2 separate regions of the Mus musculus genome follow, and region 1 is linked to region 2. A link is a contact called in public Hi-C data. All regions are on one chromosome and are shown on one strand. The core of a region is the stretch at or near the end of the contact, and the rest is flanking DNA. Distances in the headings are between cores, read along the strand shown. Region 1 overlaps Apob (apolipoprotein B). Region 2 has its middle 67 kb from the start of Apob.

Region 1 (4,714 bases), core at 1,204-3,703, 82 kb before region 2:
CAATAGTGGGTTACAGTTTGCTAAAAACTTTATTTCATAATTATTGTATCATTTTCAATATTTGCAAAAGCTGCCAGCCTAGGTGGAGGAAGGTATGCTGAAAATTGTTTTCTAATAAAAATAAGAGATCAAACTAATATGCTCGGAAGATACAACTATTATGATGACTTTGTTTCCAAGTGGTACCAGTTTTTTAGATAATAAGAATCATTATCATCTTCTTAAGTAGAGTTTTGTGCATATAGGGTGTATGTGTGTGTGTGTGTATGTGTGTGTGTGTGTGTGTGTGTGTGTGTGTGTGTGTGCATATGCCCTTATGTGTACTTATGCATTTAACTGTGAGGCCAGAAGTTAATGTTAGGTGGTTTTCTTTACCATTCTCTGTTCTTTGGCAAGGACTCTCACTGAAGCTTCCCTGTTTTAGACAGCCTAGCTGACCAATGAGCTCCAGAATCTGCCTGCCTCAGCCCTTGGACCATTATGGGAATGTCTGTGCCTGGCTTTTACTCAGGTGTTGGAGATTCAGTGTCAGGCCCTCATGCTTACATAGAAACTGCTTTACCCACTGAGCTACCTCCCCAGCCACTTTCCCTTTGAAGACAGTGTATACATGTATATGCATGTTTACGTGTGTGCATATGTATTTGGGTGTCCATGTGCATGCATGTGTATGTATATCTATGTGTGTGTAGCCCATGTTAACCACTGGTGTAATTCCTCAGAACACTGTTCATCTTTGGTTTTAGGATACTGCATCTCTCAGTTTGACTTGGAGCTTGCTGATTTGGCTAGGCAGCTCTGCCGTTAAGTGCAAAGGATCTACCTGTGGCTGCCTTCCCAGTGCTTAAATGATCAGAGTATGTCACCACCATATGCTTTTTAAATGTAGTTTCTGGGGTCCGAAGCCAGGTCAGTCTTCCAATCAGGTCAAACTTGGTTGATTGAATGCCCTTCTTAGCCATCAAAAGTCCCCTTTACTGATATTCGGGGCAAACTTGTGTTTTGAAGGCTATCCAAAAACGTTCTCATGTTTGTGAGGGTGGTGGATCTAAGAAGAACCTGGCTAGACAGTGAGAACTCAGATAAGACCTGGGTCACTTACCATCTGGGGGATTCCCTGCAAAGTTTGTGCACCACTCAGCAACAGCTTCCCCAGGACTTGGAGGTCTTGGAGTCTGACAAAGCTTAGCTCTTTTCCTAGGATGCGGAGATAGGCCCTGGCTTCAGGAATTTCTTTAGATTTCAGATCTTTGATCAACTTGTCCACAATGGGCATGATTCCATTCACCATGTCCTAGGATTTTAGTAACAAAATATCAAATGAGACACCAGTTATGCCCAACAGTTACAGATTCCTCAGGTCAGTCTATTTGGCACAGCTGTGGTGTACTCAAACTCACAGCTTCACAGCAAGCATGATCAAAAAACAGGACAGGTATAAGAACTGAGCCCCACCTTTTAGTGAAGGAGACCTCTTCTAAACAGAAATAGAGAGTCACAAGCACTTTTCAGGGATAGGAGTGTTTTCAAAACAATGCTTGAGTTGAAGGATAATTAGGGGAACTCCTGTTCTCCAGGATGCCAGGATCCATAGGGATCCTTAAGTTAGGCTGATCTCTGATCCCCTTCCTTGCTTAGCCCACTATCCCTTTCCTAGGAATGAATGCTAGGGATTTCTTGAGAAAAGGTGGCTATTGTATAGATCAGATGGAAGTGTGAAAAACATGCGACTGCAGATCCACAACTAGACACAAACAAACAAACAAACACACAGCTCCAAGAGCATCAGGAAGAAGATCCCAAATGGATCAGCTTTTGGTGGAGGTCAGAAATCAGAAGTTAACCACAAGTTAACACTTGAAAACAAGCTATGGCCCTACTTCTAAACCTTAAATACACACCCATGTTCCCTGGGATCTTGTTAAAATGGGGTCTGATTCAGTAGAACTTGGGTAAACCCAAGAACCATCATTTCTAACAAGTGTGTATAGTTTTGTTGTTGTTTGTTTGTTTTTTTTTTATGGTGCCAATCACACAGACTATACTCTGAGTTCAAACAGTCAGAACAGTAAGAAACTCCAGCATGTACAATCTAGTTTCTACTCCTTAAAATAAGAGTTCCTTGCCAGCTTCAAGGTGAACTTTGTTCTCACTGGACAATGCACTGATGTGAGTGACAGGTGAAGAAAAGTTGTTAATAATGATGAAAATACTAGCTTAAAATTTACAATTGTCTGCTTATTGAACAATCAGTAATAATATCATGGGCCATGTAACTTATTTCATGTAGTCATTAAGTGGTGATGTGAGCTATGGATTGTTATCTAGAAACAGATTGGCAATCTTCCTAAGGGGCATGGCTTGGTGTGAATCCAAACTCTTGTCTGATGTGGCACACTCTTCATCATTCACTGGAGTGCCTCTAGTCGACCTTGTTCCCACTACATTTCCAAGAGTCCCTTATCTCTAGAGGACACTGAGTCTTTCTTAGTCCCATCAAAGTGTCTAATATATAGTCACAGTGACCATTTCAGGCAGGTAAAACTTTAATTGCTTCTAGGCATAGTGATGAAGGTCTGGCAGTGAAACCCAACACTTCCCTTTAAAAAAAAGTTATTTAACAAACACATACCTGTTCATGCTTGCCATCTGTAGTATAGCCAAAGTGGTCCACCAAGACCTTGGAGACACCATCTGGAACTCGGCCATTGACCCAATACAAAGCCTTGTTGACACTGTCTGGGAAGAATCCTTGCTTACCAAAAAGAGCTTCTAGTGTTGGCTCAAACCCTTTTCCTTCTAAACCAATCTGAGAAAGAGAACCAGGCAAAATATGCCATTAGACTTTTGGTTGTACGGCAGCTCCTGTCTCCCCCATCCCAGCCATTTAAGCTCATGTAATTAAACAGGCAGCGGATGAACATAGCAGAAACACTTGATGGAAGTTGTTTACTTAAACCTCAGATGCTAGAAGACATCACTAAGGACCAGAAAGGATAAATAATTAAGGATTCAGAGTTGGGATCAGATGCAGGGTTTGATGGGGGAGGAATCATGTGGAGACATTTTTCCAGGGTTGGGTTCCAGGGATTGCTCTGAGACATAACTTTCTCTCTATATAGTCTAAGGACTCATGTTTCAGATGACCCCTAGTGGAGACAGACGGTATTGCACAGAATGGGCAAACGACTCTGAGCTCCTTCAGTCACACTTACCTCAAAGAGATCAAGTGAAGCAAGTCCAAAGACTGTGAGGGTTGTTTTCAGCAAGCTTTCTCTGGGAAGATAACTGCTTGGATCAAATATAAGATTCCCTTCTATTTTGACTGAGACTGGGTCGAACATTGGGAGAGAAGCAGATTTGGAAATCTGATAGTTTCGGGAAAATTTTCTGAAGTCCATGATCGTTGGAAATTGAGAATTCTCCAGAGCATTTTTGATCAAAACTTTCAGACTAAATGAAAAGAAAAAGTAGACTTTGAGTCAGAACCCTATGTCACTTGTCTATACTCACCTCATGTCCCAAGCATATATGAATTCCTAATGGCAACTAAGGTATATGGACTTATATGGCCCAAAAATTTGGTTCAAGGTCTGTGCACATCACTTTAAGTATCCATGAAGACAGGCAGTGACAGAATGGGGGAATTGGTGTCCCAGCCCAGGATTTTCAGTGGCTGATGGGGGAAAATGGTTCTCACTTACTCTTGGACATACAGTTCTTCCGAGTTCAAGATGTTGGCAATGTGAGATGCCACGAAGTTCTTCACCTGCTCACTCTGTTCCCATTGGAGAAGTTGGGCAATTTTGTTAATATCTGATGAGGAAGGGTTCTTCATCAGCAAGAGATAGGCAGCCAGTCTCTTCTCCACGGGAGCGACACCATTTACAAATGTATCAAAAAGGATCGTCCGGACCTGCATTGGAAGATATATTGAGATGGCTTTCTTTTGGTCAAGACAGAGCATATCTGGTGGATGCTGGCTGGCATGTCTGCCAATGCATGTTCATGAGAAGTCTAATTTCTTTCTCAAGTGGCTGCAAATGCTGATACCTAGTCTTCTTCAGTGTCCCCCAGGGTGACCAGCCCAAGGAATGGTCCCCAGAAGATTTGAATAGAATATGTGCTGAACTCAATCGCACTACAGCACAGGAATCATGACCAACTTATGACTTGCGTGTAGATCTGCCACTTAAGCGCAATTTGTCTTAATGTAGATTATTTCTAATTGTCTAGTTACTAGACAATTAGATTATTATCTAAATAAGATTATTTTAATAAGGAAAAAGATGGAAAGTGATAGTAAGTTTGCATAAGACGGTTTAATGGTCTGTTTTTTTTTCCACCTAAGGTAAGATCAAATTCACTATTGAATTTGATCGGGTAGAACCAATGTTTCCCTAAGATGAGATGATGATCAGTTTAGTTGTAGGGTAGCGTGTAGCAAAAAAAATATGTGTTCTACCTCGTGAATTAGCTGCAACGTAGTGTGTCTTTCATGTTCACAAAGTACTAGGATGTCAATGTGTTTACTGGAACTAACACAAAGAGGATGGTCCTGGGAAACCCAGTTGGTGAACCAGACAATGGGTTGTCTTTACACTTCCTGAATCTTGTTGATCAGCATCAACTTTCACTCTTAGGACCACACAGAGAACTTTACCTCATCTTCCAGTTCCATCTTCCTCAGGGCCTGGAGAGCAGCTTTCTGAAT
Region 2 (4,932 bases), core at 2,011-4,510:
GTTGGAATTTTGGTAGAAATTGCAAAGACACTGTGGTACATTTACACAATGGAAGACTACTCAGCTATTAAAAACAATATCATGAAATTTGCAGGTAAGTGGATTGAACTAGAAAAGATCATCCTGAGTGAGGTGACCCAGACCCAGAAAGACAAACATGGTATGTATGTACTCACTTATAAGTGGATATTAGCCGTAATGTTTAACCATGTGACAATCCACAGACTCAAAGAAGCTAAGTAATAAGGAGGGCCCAAGGGAGGATACTTGAATCTCACTAAGAAGGGGAAATAAAATAGACATCAGGGGTAGATGGAGGGAGAGACCTGTGTGGAAGACAGGGGGGAGAGGGAAACAGGAGTGGACAAATATGGAGAGGACAGAGGAAGAGATTACTGGGAAAGACAACTGGGGAGCATCTCTGGAGCAAGCTACAAACCTCAGACAATGGAAACTCCAGGAATCTATGAGGATGACTCTAGCTATTAAGACTCCTAGCAATAGGAGATGTAAACCTAAAGCTGCTACCCCTATATCCAGGCAAGACTTCCAATGGAGGGATGGTGACACCAACACAAGCACAAAAACCTTTGACCCACATTTTTTCCTGCCTACAGGATGTGAAGGAATAAAGAGGGAGCCAAAATTGAGGGAATGGCCTACCAATGACCTGCCCAACTGGAGACCCATGCCATGGACAAAAGCTAACCCCTGACACTATCATTGATACTCTGCTAGACTTGCAGACATGATTCTAACATAACTGTCCTCTGAGAGACTTCATCCAGCATTGATGGAAACACATGCAAAGATCTACAGCCAAACATTAGGTAGAACTTGAGGAATCTTGTGGAAGAGAGGGAGGAAGGACTGAAAGACCCAGAGAGGTCAAGGATACCACAAGAAAACCTACAAAATAATCCCAGCACCTGAACCATCAACCAGAAAGCATGAATGGGATGGACTTAGACCCTCTACACATATTTGACAGATGTGCAGCTTGGTCTTCATGTAGAATCCCTAACTGCAGGAGCAGGGGCTGTCCCTGACTCTGATGCCTGCCTTTGGATCCTTTTTCCTAACTGGGCTGCCTTGAGTAGCCTCAACAGAAGATGCACCCAGTCCTGTTGTAATTTAGTAAGCCTAGGTAGGTTGATATCCAAGGAAGGCCTCCTCTTTGAGGAGAAAGGGACAGGAGTATGGGGGAGGAGAGGGAAGAGGGAGGGACAGGGAGAAATAGAGGGAGGGGAAGCTGAGAATGGGATGTAAAGGAATCAATTATATAATAATGCAAAGTAAGTAATTAATGAAAAATTAAATTCATTAAAAATAAAATGAAACAAAGTTTGGTTTCCCGTATTGCTGGTCACATTTTGAGTCACGGCTCAGTAGCTGTGTGGTGTTTGTGATACAAGTACAGGACAGAGCTGATAAAGCCATCCCTCTTCTGCAGTGAGCATTCTCAGTCAGCATCGTGTAATGGAAATTGTATTACTAACTGATGGCAATTTTATCCCCCAGGGGAAAATAGCAACTCCTGAGGACATCTTACTTTGTATAACTCAGAAGAAATAAGTACTCCTGAGTAGAAGCTAGGGATGCTGTCCATCCTGTAACACTGGGCGGGAGACTTCCAGAACAATTGGTCATCCTCAATAATCAGTAGTGCCCAGAATAGTCGATGATGTTAAAACAGGATCAGATTAATCAAAGGATGAAAGGTGGGCTGGGGAGATGGCTCAATTGGTAAAATGCTTACCTTGCAAGCATGAGGACTTGAGTTCAAGTACCAGGACCCATAAAAAATTCTGGTGTGTGCTTGTAATGCCAGTGTTGGCAGGAGGGTGGGGGAGCAGAGATAGGAGGACCACTGGCACTCACTATCAAGCCCAGCCTTGCATAATCAGTGAGTTCCAGGCCAACCAGAGAACCTGTCACTAAGGAGGTGGATGGTATTCTTGAGGATGACCCCCAAGATTGTCCCTGGCCTCCAAATGTGCTCTCTGAGTGGCCAAGTCCTTTTTCCCATTCACACAGATGTAAGACACCAATATTGAAAGAATAAGTGGGCAACGTTTTAGAAAATCCACATGCCTGGGTTCCACCTTGAAGCATCTAAGACGTATGAACAGAATTTAGGGATCTACATAGTTTTCCAAGTGTCTCTTAAGAACAACCGGATTAAAGAACTTTTGCATTAGACTGAGTCTCAGTTCTCAGAGTAAAGTCACCTGGTACACATCAGCAGTACTCCCAGAATAAGTTAATGATTCCAAACCCATTACATCTTCTGTTTAATTTCTGCAATTACTTCTCTCTCAATTAATGGGGTCATTAAGCACTTAAGACTTGCATTAATTCCCCTCCTCTCTCTTTCACGTCTTTCATTCTGTATAAATCTAGCTTGCAAATGATTACATCTTGTTAAATAGTGTACACTTTCTGTTTATAAACAGAACAAATGACTAGAAAATGTTTGGCAGCTGTCTTTGTTCACTGGAGTTTAACAAAGAATAGGCAGACAGGAACACTTTGCCCTGTAGGTGGTGTGGCAACACATGCTAAGGTCCAATCATTTGCTACCAGATAACTCGGGGCTGGTGAGTGGGCCTTACTTTGAATGGCTGTAAGATGTGTGTTGGAAAGTTAGTGTAATGCTATGGAACATTCAAAGTTCTTACATGGATTACATGTGTAATGAACACTATTTTCCTTCCACTTTACTGACATCACTGTAGTGAAGTATGAAGTGGGAATATGCCATTCTCTTATGATACTTGAAAGGCCCCATCGTACCGAGACAGGAATGAGGCACAAACCCAGGCAACAGAGGGAAAGAGCTGAACACTCTCAGAGGAGGAAGAAGCTTAAGGAGAGTTTCCTCCAGATAGAGACCGGGAAATGCCCATGGAAGTAGCTACATTTTAACTTTTTTCCATCAAAACTCTCTTTGCCAGGGCCTGTTTTGTGTCATGCCCAGCATGCCAGCAGGAGCTGCCACCCATCTGCTTATGCAATCAATCATCCTGGAGTCTAGCCAGTCAATGCATAGTCTTTAGTCTGTAGCTACCGTGTGCAGAGAATAGCAACAGACAGGCAAGACACACAACTAGGCTTCACAGTGATAAGTCTTAAGATGGGCGAAAGACACGGCACAGCTAATTTCCTTTCTGATTTTCATATCAACTTTTAAAGGCACAAACATTTCATTTGCCTGGTGAGGGTCATAGTGCATTTGCTCACCCGGAACAATGATTAATCAGGCCATGGAATGTAATAACAGCCATTTAGTGACAGGCTGCAACCGTCTAGTGGGCAGCAGTCTTAATTCTGACCTCCATTATCAGTAAATAATTGAGCCCAACAATCTACGAGCAAGAGTCTCAGTTTAATAATGTCTCTTAAAGTTTTCTGGGTCAGCGAGAGGTCTCATTTGGTAAAGCACTTGCCACTGCTTAAGCTTGATGACCCGAGTTCAATCCTTGCAACCCAAATAAAGGCAAGAGGGAAGTGACTTCACAGAGGTTCCTCTGACCACCTCACCATGGTATATACCACTCTCTCTCTCTCTCTCACACACACACAAATAATAAAAGATAATAAAATTAAAAGTCTCTGATAGAACTAACATGTGTGCCTCTTCTGTGACTAGTGTGACTGCCACTTGTAAGAATTTTTTTTTTTTTCCTGGGAATACAATCACTATCCAGCACTCATCTTGTGTTAAATTTTTAGTCATAGCTTCCTCTCATCAATTTTCAAATTATATTATTAGAGTGTACAGACTATCCTTAACAGATATAGTAGCCCTGTTCCTTTTCAGCATTCAGTTGTAGAAGTTCTGACAAATGAAGAGTTGTGTGGCTACCATGAAATAAAGAAAAGTTGCCTCATCCCTGAAGTCCCCTCATGCTGCTGTTAGTCGTCAAATCTTTCTCATCTCAACCTCTTGCAATGGCCAACATGTTCTCTGTTACTATTGCTCCTAACATTCTAGACCATCTTAGGTGAAATGGTGACAGGTTAGCTTTTACTTTGTGTGTATTGTAGAGATGACATTTGCATTCCTTGGGACATTCTTTGCTTATACTTCTCTCCTCCATTGCTCGCTTTCTTGGTCTCTTCTTTGTCGTTCTACATACTTGACAGTCTTCCCTGTATGAGCCTTGCTCTCTCTCCTGCTAAGATTCTGCAATTTAGAGAAAACACTAAACATGTGATACTTGTGTTTGTGAGGCAGGTTCATTTATTCCTTTTAAAAAACTGTCTATACTTGTGTTAATTTTACCTATTATTGGCACATGCTAATTATGCATAGATACAGGTTTTCATAAAGACATTTTTATTCAAATACATCATATTCTTGATCTTAGTGTCCTGTTGCTATGAAGAGATACCAAGACCACAGCAACTTTTATAAAGGAAAGCATTTACGTTTGGGCTGCCTCACAGTTCAGAGGTTTAGTCTGTGAGGTTTAGTCTTACCATAGTGGGAAGCATGGTGACATGCAGGCAGGGGGTTAGCTGAGAGTTCTACATCTGGATCTGCAGGCAGCAGGAAGACAGCATGACAACGGGCCTGGATTGAACATCTAAAACCTTAAAGCCCACCCCCAGTGACATACTTCCTCCAAGGCCACACCTCCTTATCACTCCCTATGAGCCTCTGGGGCCATTTTGACACAATCCATCACATACTTTATATTTACTCCCCATCAGTTTTCCTTCCTCTTCCATCTTCCTGTTATTTCTTTTCCTTCCCATAATCTCATTTCTGTTTTCATGTCATATACAACATGTGTGTTCATATATAAGATTTTGTGTATCTACATAAGATCTAGGATCCATAAATGAGAGATACCATACAATACTTCCCTTGCTGCATCTGTTTATGTTGGTTTACCTGATGATCTGATGATCTCTAGTTACATC

Evidence for each region. Hi-C and Micro-C count contacts between places; a contact is called where the count stands out from the background.
Region 1: a contact with region 2 is called in a Hi-C map of liver, with 2.6 times the contacts expected there. The contact joins two enhancer-like sites. A contact is called at or near these places in 15 of 484 Hi-C or Micro-C datasets (the AML12 cell line, the HPC-7 cell line, LSK cells and 9 more).

What each region holds. Positions count from the first base shown.
Region 1 is chr12:7,989,445-7,994,158 of GRCm38.p6, reverse strand. Apob (apolipoprotein B) reads right to left here. Exons shown (of 29, transcript NM_009693.2): 12 at 4,664-4,714; 13 at 3,705-3,916; 14 at 3,216-3,453; 15 at 2,633-2,809; 16 at 1,103-1,294. Among named protein-coding and RNA genes, the nearest start is that of Apob, 14 kb to the right of the region's middle. Within about 2 kb of position 2,453, at least 2 of the 459 cell types and tissues checked have an H3K27ac peak or open chromatin away from gene starts, as enhancers often do. A contact at or near this core is called in liver, where this site is marked.
Region 2 is chr12:7,908,294-7,913,225 of GRCm38.p6, reverse strand. No RefSeq gene overlaps it. Among named protein-coding and RNA genes, the nearest start is that of Apob, 67 kb to the left of the region's middle. Within about 2 kb of position 3,260, at least 7 of the 459 cell types and tissues checked have an H3K27ac peak or open chromatin away from gene starts, as enhancers often do. A contact at or near this core is called in liver, where this site is marked.